3 separate regions of the Pan troglodytes genome follow, and regions 2 and 3 are each linked to region 1. The links are chromatin contacts, called in public Hi-C and HiChIP or PLAC-seq maps. All regions are on one chromosome and are shown on one strand. Each heading gives the region's core, a stretch centred on a gene start, on an enhancer-like site or on the middle of the called end of the contact. The rest is flanking DNA. Distances are from core to core; before and after follow the strand shown.

Region 1 (3,269 bases), core at 377-2,876:
TACAAGCACTGACTTTAAAATCCCTTCTCTTAAAGAAAACTGGGCCACTTTCTAGTTTGCTTTAAACAAACATCGCAAAGTACTTATTCTTCATTTACTTAACAAATACGAGGGCCAGGCGCGGTGGCTCACGCCTGTAATCCCAGCACTTTGGAGGGACGAGGCGGGCGGATCGCCTAAATCAGGAGTTTGAGACCAACCTGGCCAACGTGGCGATATCCCGTCACTACTAAAAATACAAAATCTAGCCGGGCGCGGTGGCGGGCGCCTGTAATCTCAGCTACTTGGGCGGCTGAGGCAGAAGAATCGCTTGAACCCGGGAGGCAGAGGTTGCAGTGAGCCGAGATCGCGCCATTGCACTCCAGCCTGGGCGACAAGAGCCAAACTACTTCTCAAAAAACAAAACAAAACAAAACAAAAAAACAAATACGAAGTGAGCACCAAGGATGTACCAGGCAACGAGGATACAATAAACTTACACAATTATTGTGTAATTACAAATGTGAACCGTGTCATAAGAAAGTATAGACTGCCGTGAGCACACAGTAGGGGATTGGTCTAGTATGGGGGTAGGGGGCTGGAAGGCTTTCTTGAGAATAAAATACTTAAAGCCTTGAAGGGTGAGTAGAAAGTAACTGGAAGAAGAAAAGGAGTACCATACAAAGAAAATAGCAAATGTAAAGGCCTGGAGATGGCAAGGTACACACGGCATTTGAGAAATTGAAAAAATGATCCTATGCACGGAGCTCAAAGGAGAGATTGAGCAAGGTGAGGCTAGGGAAGTAGGCAGGGACTTCATAAGGAGTTCGAATTTCATCCTAAAAACAATGGGAAGCGAAGGGAGAGTTTAAAGCAGTACAGCAGTACTGCTTTAAATGTAATGATTTACATTTTCAAAAGTTCCGTTCCTACGACACGGAAAATGGATTTCAGGGAGCTGGGGCAGAATGAATCCCCAGACCAGTTGTAGAACTACAGGTACAATATGGGACAAGGGAGGAGGTGCCAACAGAGATAAAAAGAAGTGGACAAATATTCAAAAGGTTAAATGGACTGAGCCAACTGTTGAGAGTAGTGGTCCTGGTAAATTGCATTTTTTCACTAGGCACAGCTGGTGGTGGTATCCATTTGCAAGAAGCTACAGAAAATGAGCCGTTTAGAAATCCAGGGTTTTCCTCTTAAAAAGAGAACTTGTTTGGCTACAAAGTGTAACATTTTAATTGAATGCTCAACGAGCACTGAAGGGGGGACATGAGGCACTGCCACTCACCCAAGAGAGCCCCCAAATGTCCTTTTCAGACTTTTATCACAGTGACCCACTCCCACCGCGCCTTTACCTTGCCTCTGCCTGGAATGTCCTTAACTCCCTCCTGCCGGCAATTTCACCAGATTTTTGATTTCTTATCCAGTTTCACGGGAAGCCTTTCCGGCATCTCCCACCCTACCGATCTTCCCGTCTATCTCGCCCGCTACACTGTGAGTTCAGACAGCACGGATTGAACTCTTCATCTTTTCGTGTCGGCGTCCTGCACAGCGCCCTCCCATCACTAAGCGCGCCACAAACTCAGCCCAGTCTTGACGCCCACGAGTCGCTCGTAAAGACCATCTGTGACGCCGGAAGTGACGCGCTCTCGGGCACTATGTGCTTCCGGTCTCCCATACCGCAGGAGGGCGGTCTTCCCCGGGTCGCCAACTCGGCTGCTCTGGGGGATTCGTGCGCGGTAAGAAGCTGCGCTGTATCGCGGTGAGGTGAGGTTCTCAGCCACGAAAGCTGCAGGGTCTCGTCGTTCGTTCCCTCTGGCCTGGCGGAACTTGTGTGGGAAGCTGGGAGGACAAAAGGCTTAGCCGCTGGGTCCCTGAGCTGGCTGGAGCGCGGGCTGTCTAGGTGCGGCGGCCTCAGCTGTTGGGCTCCGGCTGCTGGGGGCTGTGCGTCCAGCCGCCCTGGAATCCGCCTGTGGGTGGGCCGCTTGGCTCTCCCACTTCACCCTCTTGATAACCCAGAGCCTCCCCCTTCCCACGTACGTAGGGGAAGGATAATCTACTTCCTTTTGAACAGCTTCGGTCCCCACTATGACAGTCGCATAAACTTCAGCGAAGAGTGCGCTGGTAAAGTGGCATGGAGTTTCTCACACCAATTCATTGGGTCCACCCTTCAGCTTCTGTGGAAGGGATCTTTCTGTTACTAGGAGCTGAGACTTGGGGGGCTGCGAGGGATGCTGGTCTTAAAAGGTGATAACTTAGGCCGGGCGCGGTGGCTCACGCCTGTAATCCCAGCACTTTGGGAGGTCGAGGCGGGCAGATCTCCTGAGCTCAGGAGTTCGAGACCACCCTGGGCAACATGGTGAAACCCCTTCTCTACTAAAATACAAAAAATTAGCTGGGCGTGGTGGCACGCGCCTGTAATCCCAGCTATTCGGGAGGCTGAGGCCCGAGAATCGCTTGAGCCCCGGCGGCAGAGGTTGCAGTGAGCCAAGATCGCCCACTGCACTCCAGGTTGGGCTACAGAGTGAGACTCCGTCTCAGCAACGACCACAACAACAACAAAAAAGGTGGTGGCTTAATACAGCCATGCTTCCCTTAAGAACTGGTATAGTTATGAGAAATGGTTGGGCCGTTTCGTGGTTGTGTGAACATCATAGTGTACTTGCACAAACCTACACACCTGGGCCGTATGGGATAGCCTGTTACTCCTAGTCTACAGACCTGTACAGTATGACTACTAAATACTGTAGGCAGTTGTAAAAGGATGGTGTGTATCTAAACACAGAAAAGATACTGTAAAAATATGGTATAAAAGAAAGCATGGTACACCTGAATAGGGCACTTACGCATGGAGCTTGCAGGGCTGTCGGTAGCTATTGAGTGAGTCAGTGAGTGGTATGTGAGTGTGAAGGCCTACGATATTATTTAGGGTATTACTGTACACTACTGTAGACTTTATAAATGCGGTATGCTTAGTCTAAGTTTATTAAAAATGTTTAAGGTAATAACCTTAGCTTACTGTGCTTTTTTAACTTTATAAACTTTTAAATTAATTTTAACTTCTTGACCTTTTCTTTTCTTTCTTTTTTTTTTTTTTTTTTTTTTTGAGACGGAGTTTATTCTCTCTGTCTCTCTTTCTCTCTTTTTTGAGACAGAGTTTTGCTCTTGTCACCCAGGCTGGAGTGCAGTGGCGCAATCTCAGCTCACTGCAACGTCCACCTCCTGAGTTCAAGCGATTCTCCTGCCTCAGCCTACCAGGTGGTGCGCGCCTGTAGCTGGGACTACAA
Region 2 (3,269 bases), core at 471-2,970, 440 kb after region 1:
GTTCGCCAGCCGCCGCCGCGGAGTTGGGTCCGCTGCGAGAGGCAGAAACGCCAGCCTCCTCCAGCGGATCCCGCTCCTCGCCAACACACTTTAGCTCCCCGGGAACTCGGTCCCTCTCCGACTCCCAAACTTCTGCGGCGTCTCCGGCGCCCACCCGCCCCCACCCCAGCCCCAGCCCCAGCCCCAGCCCCAGCCCCGCGGCGCGCGGGGGACTGCGGGCGCCGCGTCCGTAGCTTGCCCAGGAAAGCCCGGACGCCCAACCCGCACACGCCCTCCGCGCCCCGCGCGCGTCTCCGCGCCCCGCGGGGCCCCGCTCGGCCGCTCCACGCCCGGCTTCCGCCCGCCGCGCGCCCGGCACCGCCGCCCTCGCCTCGCCCCGCGCTCGCGGCCCTGAGCCCCAGCGCCCAGGCCCCCGCCGCCGCGCTCCCCGCGCTGCCCGCCCCGACCCCGGCCGGCCCGCCAAACACCCACATTCCCACTGCGCGCCTTCCTCCACGCAGCTGCCCCTCCCGCCACCCCCGGCGGCTCTCCAGGTCCCCGGAGCCCCGGACCCCAGCTCTAAAGTTACTTTGGAAGGTGAACCCGCGGGTTATTTCCCTCAATCACCCAAACAAGTTTCCATCCTCGCCACCAGCACCACCGCCGCCCCTCAACACACCCGCTCCCTCCCGCCGACAGCCCCCTGCGGCCGCCCGCCCAGCGCCCGCACCTCCCGGGAAAGCGCAGCTCCCCGCACCACACGCCCCCATCGCGGCACCCCTCCCCCTGCCAGCCCACCCCCGGCGCTCCCCGGGCGGAGAGTGTCTGTGTCTCCCAGAGTGTGCGAGTGCGTGCGTGAGTGTGCGCGCGTGTGAAGGCGGAGGTGGGTGAGAAGCGGAGACACTTACTTCTCCCGGGCCTGGCTGTCGGACGGGACGGCGCTGCTGTTACTCTTGCCTTTGCCGTACATGCTTGTGCCGAGAGCAGCTCCCACTGTCACGCACCTGTCAACCCATCACAGCCTCCCCGGGAACAGCCCCGTCCCCATGGCGACCCACGCAGCCACCCCCACTATTGGCCGCCCCACGCCAAAGCTCCGCCCCCTTCGCCCAGGCAACGCGCGAGACTGACAGGCCTCCCCCTCCCTCCGGCCTTCCGAAGCGCGCGGTGGCGGCTAAGCCTCAGCGGCAGTCTCCTCCCTCCTTCCCTCCCTCCCCGACTCCCTCCCTCCCGCCTTCCCTCTCCGCTCTCCTCCCTCCACCCGCTCTCCTTCCCCCTCCCCCCTCCGAACCCGGGCGCAAGGGGGGAATTAGAAACTGCTCTAGAAGGATTTTAAACAACTGGCTGTTCTCTCCGTCGCCACCCCTCCCCCCGCGCCGCCCGCGCTCAGCTCCTCACTGGAGAGAAGGCGCCGGGAGGAGGAGAAACTGCGGCCTGGAGTCTCCGGCCGGAGCCGGCGGAGCTGGAGCCGTGGCGGCCCCAGACTTCGGGGCGCCCGCTGAGTCCACAGACAGAGCCACGGCCTCAGCCGCCCTGGGGCCCCCACCAGCCCCTCTCCCGCTCCTCTCCTATGCGTGACCCCGCGCCGGTACCCACGATTGATTTCTGCGGTCCTCAGCCCTACTCCCTGGGGTGTCGCCCCCGCCCTGTTCCCAGAGGGCCGGCTGGCGAGGGACACCCGCGCTGTTCCCTCGACCTTCTGGCTGAGCGACCGACAGCGACTCGCCTTCTCTCCTGGGGAAAGGCTGCACCTCCGGCCCTCGGCGCCGCTGCGGTGGCGGCGCCCGGGGCCGCGCCCTGCGCCCCAGGGGAGCACCCGGCCTGGGGTCGGCCTCCTCTGTAAGAGGTGAGCGGACCTCCCGAGGAGGCCCGGTGACTCCTGCGGCCGCAGCGGCCCCTGCCCCAACCCCTCCTTGCACGGAGCCCCGCGGCGCCCTGGACACCCCGCCAGATCTGCCGCAGAAGAGGGCCCCAGGCTTCCCCACCCGGCCTGGTTTAACAGTTTGGGTCAGTGATGCCTATTCATCCTGACCCCTGGAGTGGAAAAGGCCAGAAAAGGTCTTGAAAGACTTCCCTGTCCTTGCCCGTTAGAATAGGCCCCAGCGCGCTCCAAGGTGTACAAAGCTGTGCCAGGGCTGAAAGGCTGCCCGAGAATGTTTCTATATCCAAATCCCTAATCCCATTTCAGTAAACGCGCAAAAGTTTGAGAAACACACACAATCTGGTTCCCGGTAGAACTCTGCATCCTTTATCTTATTGAAGTCCTTGACTGTAAAATCAGACGGGTGCAAATGGGGTCAGAAAGAAGATGGGCTTCACACGGGGAAGAAGGGGACAGATGGGGTGGGACAGGGCGACATCTGGAAAGGATGAATAGAAAAGAAGCTATGGGAGGAGAGGGAAATAGGATTCGCGTGGAGGAAGGTACCGTTCTATTCCACACACATACAGCTTTAAGCATTTAGTAGGAGGATCATAAAATGCATATGGAGATATACAGACAGATGGAAAGGAAAGAAATGGGTGTGAGCATTGACAGAAGTGATAGGAATAAAACATCAACAGAAGATTAAGGAAGGGCAGTTAGCAAAAGTGAGAGGTCGAGAATCAAAAACGCGGTTGGCAACCAAACATAAAGACGGGAAAATGAAGAGGAAGGACTTTCTATACTGGTGTTAACGACAAGGAAAAAAACATGAGGAAAGTGAGGTATAAAAAGATGAGAAGACTAGAAGATACAGGATTAAATGAAGAAGCCATAGAGTGTGATAGCAAAAGATTAAAAGTAATAGAGGACAGACATTATCGTTAAAAAAAAGATATAAGAAAAAAAGCACTTTTACTAAAAGAACAAAAATTAAGCCAATAAAGGAAATGAGGGGGGGAAAGTGGGGGAAAAAAATACACTGGCTTAAGTAGATTAATTTCCAAGAGATGTAATTTGCCATTTCTGACTTAAGAATTCTTCTGTCTGTTTCTAATGACCTACAGTTATTGGGTGGTTGGGATATGGCATTCATATTCTTCTTTTTGTTTCTAATGACCTGCAATGATTGGGTGATTGAAGCGAAGCTGAGCCAGTCAGCCACTCTTAAAGAACTTTTGCTCAAAATGCTCAAATGTGTATAAGGTTGCCACAGTTTACAGACTCAACTTCAAGGTTAGCATTATGTAATTTTTTTGTTCAATTATCTACTTACATTGGCCTTAACCCAGAAAATTTTTAGTATCTCAAGGCTCCATCTCTTATAGAATACTCCCTATAAAGGTGCTGCTCAGAGAATGCTGTC
Region 3 (3,269 bases), core at 472-2,971, 350 kb before region 1:
AAACGTAAAGAGAAATGACCACTGTTCTCACGCTGTAATTTCAAAATGGCAATTTCCCTACTATATAGTTGTTAAAAGTGAAAATTTTTTTAAAAGGTAAAAGGAAAAAAAAAACCCACTCAGCTGCTCAGTGAGGCAGAGTTAAAATATTCTGCAGAAACAGCACTTATGAAACAGGCAGAACCCCTGGGGCTACCAATTCATGAACACACAACTGGCAGTACAAGACAGGTGTATTGTCGTAGACTCATCACCCAGAAAAGCATTATTATTTACTTTTAACAATAAACATTTTATGATGGCACTCCGTTTTAGTGATAAATGACTGGGGAGAATAAAAAATGTGTATAGCAGAATCAAATATAGGCCCTCCCCGGGGGTTTCACTGGCTTTCTCTCACAGCTGCTGGCTACATTATTTCTTTTCCACTTACATTTTACAGCATGGGGTTGGGGCGGGGGGTGGCTCTTGGTTTTCTGGTTGTACCTGTCAGATTTGTTAATCAAATGAATCCAGTCCTACAAACGATGAGCCTGTGACAGCTGGCCTTTGGGGATGGATTCTGCCCTGGGCAGCAAAGTGTCCCTTATTTGGGTATTTTTTTCCAGGTTGAAAACTCGGCACTTAAAATTTAGCATCTTACCACTGTGAAATAACAGGCATTCCGAAAGAACCTTCGGCATCTGATGCCTTTCCGGGAACACTTGGGCCACTCTCCTTAACCTTTACCGGCAGTTTTAAATACTACAATGCAGGTACAAGCAGAAAAGCCAAGGATGCGGGCTATGCAAAGCCACTCTGTGACTCTACCTACTGCCATGGGAACGTACTTATGGATGTGGCATGTGAGTGTGTGTGTATGTGTGAGTGGGTTTGTGAAAGTGTGTGGATTCGTGCGAATACGTGTGAGTGCTTTGTGTGTGTGTATTTTTGGATGAATTTGTGAATGTACATATGTGTGTTCATCTGTGTGTGTTTGATTATCTGCTTATGAGTCTGTATGATTGTGAACGTGTGAGTATATGTGTGCTGTTTGTGTGACTGTATGAGTGTAAATGTGTGTATGAATGTATGTTTGAATGTGGGTTTGAGTGAATGTGTGGGTTGTGTGTGAATGTGTGTGTAAGTGAGCATATCACTGCGTGCATGTGTATAGTTCCTTAAGTGTGTATCTGAATGTGGGTTTTATTTTTGTGCGCGGGAACGCACATTGTGGGTGTATTTGTCTATATGTATTTGTGCGTTGTGACTGTGTGTTGAGTGTGAGCGTTGTGAGAATGTGTATTTGTGTGTCATGAGTGTGTGCGCGTGTGTTTTTGTGCATATGTGCGCGCATTGTGTTTGTGTGCATTTGTGAGTGTATTTTTGTGCGTCTGAGTGTGTGCATTGTGGATCTGGGTGAATGTACTGGTCTGCGTGTGTGTGGGTGTGCGTGTGTGTGTGCGCGCGTTGTGCGCGAGTGTGCGAGCGCGTGTGAGCGGGTGTGTGGTGCGGCCGGGCGCCTCCACCTCGCTGATCCGCCCCATCCCGGCGGGCGCCCGAGCAGAGGCAGCGGCCCGGGCCGGGGCGGGCGAGGGAGGGACGCGCGCCGGGGCAAGCGGGCTGCGCCACCGCCGGCGCCGCGCCGACTTTGCCCTTTAAATCGGTCTCCAAGCCGATTACAGCTGAGCTCCCACGTGACGTTTTACCTTCTGTCTCCCGGAGCGCGTTGCCCGAGGACAGTCCTTCCCCGGCTGCCGCCCCAGCCCGCCGCGGGGGCTCGGCTCCCGCAACTTTGGGCGAAGCGGCGGCCGGCTCGGGCGCCCTCGCGGGGCCGCGCTCCACGCGGGCGTCGGGGGCTTGGGGGGCTCCGGGGGCTCGGCCGGGAGGGTGGCGGTCAGGGCGGAGAGCGTGCCTCGGCCCCAGCCCGCGCCCCTGCCACCGCGCGCCGCCGCCTCCCGAAAGCGGGCGGGGTGCCCTGCGCGCGGCGTGGGGAAAGGGGGCGCCCTTCGCCGGCCGGGACCTGAGCGGTCGCGCCCTCGAGGGAGCCGGCTGGGCCATGGCCGCGAGGCAGGGGTGAGACGGGCGGCCACCCGTGAGCCCTCCGCACCCGCACCATGCAGAAGAGCGTGCGCTACAACGAGGGGCACGCCCTGTACCTGGCCTTTCTGGCGCGCAAGGAGGGCACCAAGCGCGGCTTCCTGAGTAAGAAGACGGCCGAGGCGAGCCGCTGGCACGAGAAGTGGTTCGCCCTCTACCAGAATGTGCTCTTCTACTTCGAGGGCGAGCAGAGCTGCCGCCCGGCGGGCATGTACCTCCTGGAGGGCTGCAGCTGCGAACGAACGCCCGCGCCACCCAGGGCCGGCGCCGGGCCGGGAGGCGTCCGAGACGCGCTAGACAAGCAGGTACCGCGCGCCTTCTCTCCGCGGTCTCCCAGCCTTGATCGCCGCACTCCCTTGCCGTCCTAACCCGGGGATCAGGGGTCGGGGGTCGTGAAAGAGTGCGGGGACTATGCTCCGAAATCCCCCCGCGGCACCAGTGGCGGGACATCTCCACGCGCCTTCCGATCTTCATCCAGGGATTCTCCCATTTCCATACCCCTCCACCCCACTGCCAAGTGATCAGTCAGAATAGTGGCCCGACTTGCTTTCATTACCCTGGTAGAGGTCGAGTCGTTTCAGCTTCTCTGCCAACCATCTATTGCTTCTCTAGACCTGGCTCGCCAGATTTTTGTCTGGTGACATGTATTGACACCTGTTGGGTGTAGATTGGCAAGACGGAACTAACTTATTTGGAAAAGTTTGATTTCTGCCATACCCGGCTGGCGCGTGTAGATTTCTTTGCCTGCAGATGTTTGACCACTGGTTGGGCTGAGAACAAGCGGGGCTCCCAAGCCGGACAGACACTTTCTGTTGGTCATTTTCAATCAGTCTTTGTGATTTCGGTCAGTTGGCCTTGCTAACATTTGACCTGCTGGGTCTAATTATGAAGGTAAATGTGTATTCATATTCCTCAGGATTAATATTTGGTAGCCACATTCTTGCTATGTTTAAAAATGTGGGCATTTTTAAAGAACGCTTCTGTACTTTTAAATGAATGCTTTGAAAATGAATGCGACCTTTTAATTCTGGGTCATAATTTTATTAGTTTTGCTGTGTGCTCATGGTCGCGGGGTGGGGGAGAAAAACCCTTTAAGTCTTAGTGATCCCAGCCCCTCATTCCTGCAAACACAAAATTTGTATGTTTTCAATCACCGTTTGGTTATTAAAGTTAAAGCAGACTAATTTTAT

What was found. A called contact is a pair of places that touch in the nucleus more often than the background predicts. HiChIP or PLAC-seq counts read pairs in DNA pulled down with a chosen protein or histone mark.
Region 2: an H3K4me3 HiChIP or PLAC-seq map of stem cell-derived excitatory neurons shows a contact between it and region 1, with 3 times the contacts expected there. The contact joins the promoter of SSBP2 here to the promoter of ZCCHC9 in region 1. A contact is called at or near these places in 1 of 7 Hi-C or Micro-C datasets (stem cell-derived neural progenitor cells) and 1 of 1 datasets of contacts at active chromatin or transcription factors (stem cell-derived excitatory neurons).
Region 3: a contact with region 1 is called in a Hi-C map of stem cell-derived neural progenitor cells, with 4 times the contacts expected there. The contact joins the promoter of RASGRF2 here to the promoter of ZCCHC9 in region 1. A contact is called at or near these places in 1 of 7 Hi-C or Micro-C datasets (stem cell-derived neural progenitor cells) and 1 of 1 datasets of contacts at active chromatin or transcription factors (stem cell-derived excitatory neurons).

Annotation. Positions count from the first base shown.
Region 1 is chr4:34,749,696-34,752,964 of NHGRI_mPanTro3-v2.0_pri, reverse strand. ZCCHC9 (zinc finger CCHC-type containing 9) reads left to right here and starts at 1,626. Exons shown (of 6, transcript XM_001149795.7): 1 at 1,626-1,749.
Region 2 is chr4:34,307,186-34,310,454 of NHGRI_mPanTro3-v2.0_pri, reverse strand. It overlaps SSBP2 (single stranded DNA binding protein 2), which reads right to left and starts at 1,720. Exons shown (of 16, transcript XM_063810341.1): 1 at 1,576-1,720.
Region 3 is chr4:35,099,326-35,102,594 of NHGRI_mPanTro3-v2.0_pri, reverse strand. It overlaps RASGRF2 (Ras protein specific guanine nucleotide releasing factor 2), which reads left to right and starts at 1,721. Exons shown (of 27, transcript XM_517672.9): 1 at 1,721-2,384. The coding sequence starts at 2,097. LOC104006395 (a long non-coding RNA gene) reads right to left here and starts at 2,694. Exons shown (of 4, transcript XR_010156897.1): 1 at 2,636-2,694.